3 separate regions of the Mus musculus genome follow, and regions 1 and 3 are each linked to region 2. Evidence: chromatin contacts called from public Hi-C data. All regions are on one chromosome and are shown on one strand. Each heading gives the region's core, a stretch centred on a gene start, on an enhancer-like site or on the middle of the called end of the contact. The rest is flanking DNA. Distances are from core to core; before and after follow the strand shown.

Region 1 (3,051 bases), core at 68-2,567, 660 kb after region 2:
TACCCTACTTCCCCTACCAACTACACATTCATGTCCTAGGTTGACACCTTTCTATTCCACTGATGAAATGCAGAAATTCTGTCTATAGTGTGTGTTTGAGATCTTTGTGTACAAGTATAGGGGTTTTTGTTTGTTTGTTTGTCTGTTTGATTGGAGTAGAACATGCAGAATACACATGATTCTGTATAGCTTATTGAGGGCACCTGATAACTTGTATTTATGGACAAGTATAGAATCCACATATGTGCATCTTCATTAATGATTCTGTAGCTACTGCTTTTACTAGGCTCCTAGATCCTTCATTACTGCAGCCACACATAGCCATTGGTCCTCATCCTCCAGGTCTTCTACTCTCACCATTTCCCAGGAGCCATCCCTGGTACCACTTTGAATACTCACCCTTGTGCAACCTTGACTTCTGGATGTCTCCACCTGCATGGTTTATTTGTCTTCTCATTGCAACAAAATATCCTACAAAAGTGGCTTAAGGGAGAAAGGGTTTATTTTTGCTCATGGCTTCATGAGCAAAAGTACATCATGGAAGAGAAGATGTGGCAGCTGAGCAAGAGGCAATTAGTCACATTGTATCAGGAAACAGAGAAATATAAATGCTGGTACTCAGCTCACTTTCTCTTTTTTATGCAGTTCAGGACCTCACACCATGGGGTCCACTTTTAGGGTGTGTCTTCTCACCTCAACCTAATCTATAAAATCCCTCAAAGACATGTCCAAAGTTTTGTTTCCTTTGTGATTCTAAATCCTATCACACTGGCAATCATGAGTAACCATCACACCACTACCCAAGGCCCTGTGCTTGGTTTCATGGAGTCTTATGTGAAAATTTTGCTTATATGCCAATCAATTGGTGGAAGAGTAGGCAGAGCCTGTCTTTCATTTATTGCCTGATATATAAAAGTGACTAACTCCCAGGGAGAAGAGTCTCCATGCAAGAAGAAAGTGAGATGGTTTATCCTCTCTTCATGTCTGTTGAAGTTTCAGTCATTTGAGCACAAATATAGTATTCTGTTTTACTTTGCAAAGATCAATATTAGTTTAACATACACTTAAGTGAAAGAGCCCATTACAGGAAAGTGAACTCATGCTAACCTCTGAATGATAACACTGAGCCATGTGGAGAGGGTGGGAAAAGATGAGGTCTCACTCGGGATGGCTGAAGCCTGTGCTAGATGAAGCCAGAGGTGAAGTTAATTTGCTCACGGTAGCTTGTCTTTCCATGTCTCCAAATCCAAAGCAGCTCCCTTTGAGTGACAGACACAGCTCTGAAGGAAGCTTGCATTTTTGCAGTGCTAAGCATGTCTGCATGGTAATGCACTTCTATTCTGGGTAACATAGACATTACTCAATAACAGAGACCCTGTGGTCCTGCAGGGGTTCTGAAACTGCCATAGTCGCACTTCTTCTGCGTGAAACAGTTCTTCATTGGCAGAAATACAGAGACAAAATGGGCATTCCCAAAGCACTTATCAATGGGATGGGATCTTAAGAATGCTCTCCAAACCTTTCTCTTGTGGGATAGTGGAGCCAGGAGAAACATGGAAATAACACTCCCCAGGATTGTTTCTATTTATATTCTTCCACCACTGGACTGCCTGAGTGCAGGGGGTCAGACCTTTACATACCGGGCTGAACAAGGGGTGGCTGTTATCTGAAAGGCAGAAGAGGAAGGACAATTACTGAAGCTGTTGAAGTTCCTGTAAAAGCAGTTCATGTCTCAGTGCTATAGCTTTGCCACACAGCCACGTTTAGCCTACCTCTCCATAGGGAAAGGGACATACTATATTCAGTGAATGTACTAATAAGAGTGGCATCTGTCATAATCTCCTTCCCATTGTTGCTTGCCTCTGAAGTGACCTGGCCACTTAACAGCTTTTGGACACTATTCTTTTTGAGGTAGACTCTCACATAGATCAAGATGCCCTTCAACTCCCTACATACTTGAGAATGCCCTTGAATTTCTGAACCGCTTGCTGCCCCATCCCGAGTGCTGGAATTACAGATATGGATCAAAACACCTGGCTTTATGTGGTGCTGGAGATGGAAACTCAAGGCTTCCACCCTTTCAATTAGCTTCATCCCCAATTCCAACACAGCACAGATTTGATCCAATCCCATAATCCTGGAAAGAACTGAAACTCCTTCATTCTAAAAGCAGAGACACTGAGGCTGAGGAAAATCAGCAAGTAGTCAAGGTGGGACCCTGAACTTGGGAGCAAAGCATGCAGAGCTTCCAGAGTGACCTGCTTCTTAACGTCACCAAGTGTGGTGACTTTGTCATTCATTCTGTTTCACATACCCGGTCACTCTCATGAGCACCAGACTCTGTCCTCCTCTCCTCTCTCAGTGAAGATGCTCCTGTTGGCTATGTGTAGAGACTTTGCCCCTCAGTGGCTATGAAAGGTGACCATCATGAAAGCTGAGCTTCTCCCTCACATTGAGGTAAAATGGTCTTCCTTTTCCCTTGGCCCTCACAGCTCATTTACACACTTATGTCTGTGTTCACAGCAGGAGCAGTTATCATCCACCCCTCACCTAATTATGAATAATTTCATGTGCTTCCAGCTTTTCTGAAGCTTCTTGGAAGTGTTTGGCTGGTTGTTTTCATCAGATAGATGTTTTATAAATTAACCAACAAGTACAGTGTAATTCAGCAGATGAAGGGCCGAGGCAGGCGCTGCTAATCACGCAGCATAGCACGTACAGCAGTACACACGTACACTTCTATTTTTATGCACATGATTATGCAGATGACATTTGTCTTGATTTTCAGCTTTATCCCATTTTGCATGAAATATGCCCCCACAAAACACGTTGCTGTAGCAACAACTAGAACAAATACTTGCATGTGTTAAGTTAATAAAGCAACATTGGAAACTGGCTTTCCTTAAAGACAGGAACAGCCTTCGGTTCCCATTGTTTTCTCTAGGAAATTACCAAGTAACATTTAAAAAAAAAAACAACAATGCATCGTTAGCCATGGATATGAACGTCCACACTGGCACTTCCTGTGAGATCTGTTGTCTGCAGGAAGCT
Region 2 (3,376 bases), core at 674-3,173:
CATTGCTAATTGCTGGCTACCCTTCTGGGATTTGAGCTAGAGCTTCTTAGAATATGTCCAAATACCTGGAAGGCTGTGCTTGCCATAAGGATGCAGGTCACAGCTGCCAGTCAGAGCAATCTGCAGGGTAGGAATGAGGAGTGCAGGGAGAACAGCCTCCTTGATTAGCACCCCTGTGACTCCCTACTGGAAGCACTCCATAGCCTGATTCCAAGAGAGTCCCTGGGGATCAGGGAACTTCTTTGTCACAGAAGATGTAGACAGAGTCCAGATTCCACAGGAAATCCCAGGGGCAGCACCAGGGCTCAGTTCTGTTGACTCTCAGCTGGGACTCCTGGCCAAGCTGGCCAGCTTTTCCCCCAAGACCTATTGGTTGCCTTCATATGGTTTTCTACTCTGCCTTGTGGAGCTTCACCTGTCAGGACACTGCTGTGAAAGCATCAATCACCCAGGGCCCTCAGCTCTTTATCTCCACTGAGTATCGCTGGCTGCAAGGACCTCTGGTTCATAACCAGATGTATCGATCAGAGCTGTCTGGGGGATGGCCCTAATGGATACACTGAATGGAGTTAGCCATTAAGCACGGAGCTAAATAGTTCATTTTCTTCCACGAGACAGAATAAGATCACTTGGAGGAACATTTGGTATTGAAATCACAATAGCTAAAATGCCACGGAGCTTTAAAAAAAATTAAGTTTTCAGAATTGATTATAATATTTCTAAAGAGATTCTTTACCTTCTCACAAAATCAAACTTTGCACTTGGACTTGTCAGGCATCGGCTTTTAGAGAAACCTGTTTTTATGGCTCTGTCTGATTAATGGAAGGAGTCCCTTTCTTCACTGTAATAAAAACCAGGCTGTCTTACAGTGAGTGCCCTTCGAAACAGAAATCAAGAGATGATTTGAGCAGAATATTAACGCTGCTCTTTTAGACTTCTGGGTTTTATCCTATTTTAATAAACTAATTTAAAGCTGATCTCTCTAAAACACAATCTACATTTGTGGAAATGTGAGTGTTTATCACAGGGTTTGATGGTGATCTCCTGACACTCTATTCAGGGAAAGCAGAGGGAAGGCAGGCAGCAACCATAGTCTTTTGTGCACTGTGTGTGCTTGAATGAGCCAGATGGATGCGTGATTAGATGAATTTGGGTTTCTCAGTCATTTTATTGCAGCTATTGTTATACTTTACAATTCATGGGCCATAATTTTTAATTCAAGAACAGAGCGGATCTCATCTTTGGGATAGCTTCTCGGTATCCACTGATGAGGTCTTTTAGAATAAGGCCATGATCCCAGAAAACAAGGGTTTCTTTTATTATGCATTGGTTTGATTTAACCACACCCAACAGGAAATCTTAACACTTCTGTTAATTAGGGTGTTTCCTGGGCAGCTCTGAGGCCCCAAAGCTCAGCAGGCATCAGAATTACTTTAATACCTTCCCCCTTTAAAATCCCCTTGTGAGCCAGGAGCCTGAGCTGCACTGTGGAAGTTCATCAGCTTACTCTGATAGAACTGTTCCTCTCCATTATTCCTCAACCTTTTGTGCAAGAACCATTCCCCTTCATCACTCCCCTTTCTCACAACATTTTGATTTCTCTCACACACTACAAAAATCCCCACCACACTTTGTTGTGTGAGCTTTGCCCCATGACTTCCATGTAGCACACCTTCAACCTCATTTCTATGTAGTTGAGCTTGGCTATAAGACAGGGTGCATGCAAATGAAAAGGAGAGAAAGGACCAGAGAATTGGAGGTGTGGTGAGGTCTGATAAGAACCCATGAGTCAGTTTCTTCAATGATGCAGCCATCATATGTTGCCTATGCGCTTATAAGTAAACCTTGACACACACTACAAAGCAACCCCAATTAAACTTATTGAATCATGCACACACAAAGGCATGGAAGCTGAAGTTGAAAGTTGGGAAGAGGAAGAGGGTCATTGAGAACAGAAGAATGATGTCATAATGAAACTCAAGAGCCAAGACAGTTAGGCGGGTGTCTTAGGGTTTTACTGCTGTGAATAGACACCATGACCAAGGCAAGTCTTATAAAAAACAGCATTTAATTGGGGCTGGCTTACAGGTTCAGAGGTTCAGTCCATTATCATCAAGGCAGGAGCATGGCAATATCCAGGCAGGCATGGCACAGGCAGAGCTGAGAGTTTTACATCTTCATCCAAAGGCTGCTAGTGGAAGACTGACTTCCAGGCAGCTAGGATGAGGGTCTTAAAGCCCACGCTCACAGAGACAGACGTACTCCAACAATGTCACACCTCCAAATAGTGCTACTCCCTGAGGCAAGCATATTGAAGCCATGAGCGTGGGTAAACCTACCAAGCTGACAAACATGATCTGAATTGAGTCACTGAGACTTACATGGAGGAAGCAGAGAAGTGACTTCCACAAATTGACTTCCTGACCTCCATACTCATGGTACTTCACATGTGCATACCCCTCCACACACACACACACAAGTAAAAGAAGAGGAAGAGAAAGAAGAAGGGTGAGGAGAAGGGAAAGGAGGAGGAGGAGGAGGAGGAGGAGGAGGAGGAGGAGGAGGAAAAAAAGGAGAAAAAGGAGGAGCAGTTGTGCTTTAGCTAAGGGGAAAACTAAGTTTCTGAGGTTAAAGATCTTCTATGACTCACAGAATAATCCCAATAAACTTCAGCTGACTGATACCCTCACCTTACAATGTAGTGATTATGAAGAATCCATCTCCAGGAAGTTGAATTTGACTGGCCCAAGGCCAGACAGCCAGTAAGGAAGGGATCCAGGAACTGAACAGAAGGAAGTTGGCCCTGGCAGCTGTGGTCACCATCATCTGTGCTCTACATTTACACCCAAACCATTCATTTTTGCCTGACAGCTCTCTTCCCCTGGGCCAATCTGCTGGAAATTCCCAGTGCTAACCACGTGCATGAGTGTTTTTTAAGTCATCCTTCTTGTGGGTCCTTGGGTGATATCACTTAATTTTTGATATTTTAAGAACTCTTTAGAAATCACATCTAAAATGCAGATTTGAGCTGGAGATGTAGCTTAGAATGTTTGATCAGCATGTGGAGTAGACCTAAATTTCATCCTCAGAACCATAGAAACTGAGTGCGGTACCCTTATAATCCCTACAGTCTGGAGGTAGAGGCAGGAAGGCCAGAAGTTCACCTCATCTTTGGCTACATCAATAGTTCCAGGCCAGCATAGCATATATGAGATGCTCTCTCAAAAGTGAAGAGAAATACAGATTTCCATTCTCAATACCTGAGAGAAGAGGATTTAAATGTTCTAAGAGGGGTCCCGAGATCTAGTGACTCTTGGTCACTGTGCTTTTGATGTCTCTGATCCTCTTGCCCTTGGTGGCCCCACTTCTATTGCAG
Region 3 (3,299 bases), core at 645-3,144, 560 kb after region 2:
CTCTAACCTTTTCCTCCTTTAGGAGACTGCACATACCTCCACTGGAAGAAACCTATGTAGTGTTCAAACAATAGGCATCCTGTTAATGTTATTTCTCTGAACATTATACATTATTTCTATGGCTTCCCCACCTCCATACCACCTCCTCCTGACCCCCAACCCTGGAAAAAAAGCTGATGCCTAAGTTTAACTCACAATCCATGAAAAAAATTGTAACTCTTTGTAAATGTATGTGAACAAATATGGTATTCCTTCTGTGGGTGGAGAATCTTTTCCACCCACATAGTAGGAAGAGTCAGAGGAGTGAGCATTTGGGTTAGATGAAGGACAAGTAAGTTTGCTCTTAGTGACTCCTTAGGTTGTCAGTCATCACCAACAAACCAATATAAATTTTACCTGATAAAGGACCCAATAAAGACTACCACTTCTCTTTACTCTTAACTGACTGAAGTAAATGTTTCTTATTAGAAATTTTTCTAGATCAAGATTTCTGAGTCTCTAAAGACTAGAGTCTACAGTGATGGTCCATGACAAATTAAAATTCTGGACTAGAGATGGCTCAGTGGTAAAGTTGCTGTTCTGCATATATGAGAGCACTGGGTTCCATTTCCAGGACCAGAGAAAGGGGTGGGTAGAAGAGTACATTTCAAGAATGTTATTATTCTGAAAGTGTAAGAAAAGCATATATGTAATTATGTCAGACCCATATGCTCATTAACATTGCAAATGAATTCTTGACAAAGAATTGTAGGTAAGAGCAAGTACAGGCAGAAATGTGTGTGTATATACGTCCAGCTCTCTGAGCATTCGGGTAGAAGTAATGGGAGCAAAGAGAAGAAATGAGTAGCATTCCCAGTTTTAAGGCTCATAAAGCTCTACCCTGGAGAATCAAATTTAATTAGTTCTGAAAACAATGCTGCCAGGTAAAGGAGGTAGCTTAGTCAGTAGACACTTGCCTTCCAAGTATGAGGACCTGAGTTTGATTCCAAGAGCCCATGTTAAACTCGATGACAACAAAGGCAAAACATAATGGGCATGCTTGTAATCCCAGCCAGGCTCCTGAGTGGTTGCTAGCCACCTAGCCTAGACTACTAGATGGACACCAGGCCATTGGGAGTCCTAGTCTCAAAAATTAAGATGGACAGTGCCGGAAGAAAGACACTCAATGCTTATTTCTGCATTGAGATTTCTCTCTCTCTCTCTCTCTCTCTCTCTCTCTCTCTCTCTCTCTCTCTCTCACACACACACACACACACAAACGCATGCATACACACACAGACAGAGATCATGAGAATTTCGAATAAGGAAATAATATTATATTTCTATAGCTTATCCATACAGCTAAGCCACTTCAAGCTGAGTTGTTAACTACGTCAATGGCTGGAGGGTAATATCAAGTTAATTTGAATCTCTGTCCTAGTTTTCACTGAATTCCAGGACCTGAACTCTACCGATGAGCCAGACACTCAGACTCTGAACTTCATTATGCTCATATGGAAGTGGGGTAATAATAGTAACCCTATAAATGCCCTGTGAGGATTGAAGGAGAGAACATAGAAACCACATCGAGAAATAAGCAGCACTAAGTAGATGTTCGTCATAAAACCACCCTCCTCCCGGCCTTCCATCCTTCCAATGATCAAAGTGATCCGATCAGAAAGAAAAAGCCCCCCAGGTAACCTTTCCCATTATTTCTTTGTGCCATTTAACAAACGTATATACAATCTCTTGGTTGGCCCTAGGAGACAAAGATGAATAAGAAAAGGCTTCAATGCTCAAGGATCTGCAGACTCATACAGGAAGCGAAACCATGCCAGTCACCAGAACATCAAGGAAAGAGAAAGGCAGAGCAGGGAGGGGCAGATCCCAGCTGGCAGTTATGGGAAGATAGTGTGGAATCTCTGAAGGATGAGCGTGGGATGTGAGCAAGCCTGGAGGTACATATGCTGATCTCCTGAGAGAAGAGGGAAACACAGTATAATTCCAGAAGGAATGTGAATGCAGATTATTAAGGAATATATTTATCCTATGGTGGGTGTGAGTGGTTCCCTATAGCAAGAAACAACCACTGATAGAGCTCAAGTCAAATTGCTTTTTTTTTTTTTTGACTAGATAATATGTTAGGTGGGTGGTGAAAATGGAGGAGAGGGGAGGACAAGAGAACCAGAAGATCTACAGAAGCCTCCATGTCCCTAACTCCCATGTAATTCTGGGGGAAATGGAATGAAATGAAGAGCTCAAGAGGAAAAGCAGAGGCAATGGGTGTGCAGAGACCCTGGGATTTGAACTGTATGTGGGCCTCTGAGATGAAAATATGGAGCTGAAGTTCAGTCAGTTATTACAATGGATTCAAGGGACCAGAGTGTGACTGATGGTAATGCCCAGGACTCAAGGCTGGACTCAATTAGCAATCTGAGGTGTTTAGGAAAGCCACCTCAAGTGGGATTATAGGATCAAAGTGCAGGGCACAGTGTGGAAAGAGAAAAGATGTATCAGTATAATTAAATAGGCAGAGGCAGAATATCAGCAGAGGCCAGGAAAAGACCAGCTATATGTGTGAACGTATACACACACACACACACACACACACACACACACACACACACACATACACACACACACATCATCATCATGAGAGGTCGAACAGAAAGGTCAAACATATGTAGGCAAAATAAATAATAAAATCATAACCCACTATATCCATTCTATAGCCACTTAATTAAGCAAGATACAATACTTTTCTGGCTTCTTGTTGATGAGTTTTGTTTTTGGGTTTTCTCTATTTTTTGTTATTTATCTACTTCAGGCAGAAAAATATTCCTGGAAAGAATGTTGCTCAATTATTCTGACATGATTTCAAAGGCACTGTTCAGTTTACCACTGTTCATTTTGTAACACAGCCCATTCTACTTAATGGCACAGATAGAATTCCCTGAAGCTCTAGAGTATGCTACCATGACCCCAAGGAGTCAGTGCTAACCTTTTCTTTGTCATTTGTGGTCCTTCTTATGAACACTACAGTCTTGTTGTTCATGCACAGGGGTGTTTTTCATCTATCCTCTGTTACCAGTCAGATCTTAAGCACTTATGCCTCAAGTGGTTTGTTGACACTTGACACAATTCCTTCTACTCTAAGTCAGAAGCAAGAAGCTCTGCTGTGCCAATCCTCATTCACCCTCAGCAAAGGCTAATCTGGAAGGCTAGAGAGATGGCTCAATGGTTAAAAGCACTGCTTTCTCTTCCAGGGGATCTAGGTTTAGTTTCCAGCACCCACATGGCAGCTCAAAACCATCTGTAAC

What was found. A called contact is a pair of places that touch in the nucleus more often than the background predicts.
Region 1: a Hi-C map of bone marrow-derived macrophages shows a contact between it and region 2, with 13 read pairs. The contact joins two enhancer-like sites. A contact is called at or near these places in 1 of 484 Hi-C or Micro-C datasets (bone marrow-derived macrophages) and 1 of 115 datasets of contacts at active chromatin or transcription factors (acute myeloid leukemia).
Region 3: a Hi-C map of bone marrow-derived macrophages shows a contact between it and region 2, with 17 read pairs. The contact joins two enhancer-like sites. A contact is called at or near these places in 1 of 15 datasets of contacts at CTCF or cohesin (the NIH/3T3 cell line), 1 of 484 Hi-C or Micro-C datasets (bone marrow-derived macrophages) and 2 of 115 datasets of contacts at active chromatin or transcription factors (acute myeloid leukemia and forebrain).

The regions. Positions count from the first base shown.
Region 1 is chr8:128,434,609-128,437,659 of GRCm38.p6, forward strand. All of the region lies in intron 6 of Nrp1 (neuropilin 1), which reads left to right. Among named protein-coding and RNA genes, the nearest start is that of Gm32643, 57 kb to the right of the region's middle. Within about 2 kb of position 1,318, at least 8 of the 459 cell types and tissues checked have an H3K27ac peak or open chromatin away from gene starts, as enhancers often do. A contact at or near this core is called in bone marrow-derived macrophages, where this site is marked.
Region 2 is chr8:127,778,393-127,781,768 of GRCm38.p6, forward strand. No RefSeq gene overlaps it. Among named protein-coding and RNA genes, the nearest start is that of Gm32590, 26 kb to the right of the region's middle. Within about 2 kb of position 1,924, at least 9 of the 459 cell types and tissues checked have an H3K27ac peak or open chromatin away from gene starts, as enhancers often do. A contact at or near this core is called in bone marrow-derived macrophages, where this site is marked.
Region 3 is chr8:128,334,312-128,337,610 of GRCm38.p6, forward strand. The region is part of intron 1 of A930035F09Rik (a long non-coding RNA gene); the gene reads right to left. Among named protein-coding and RNA genes, the nearest start is that of A930035F09Rik, 22 kb to the right of the region's middle. Within about 2 kb of position 1,895, at least 14 of the 459 cell types and tissues checked have an H3K27ac peak or open chromatin away from gene starts, as enhancers often do. A contact at or near this core is called in bone marrow-derived macrophages, where this site is marked.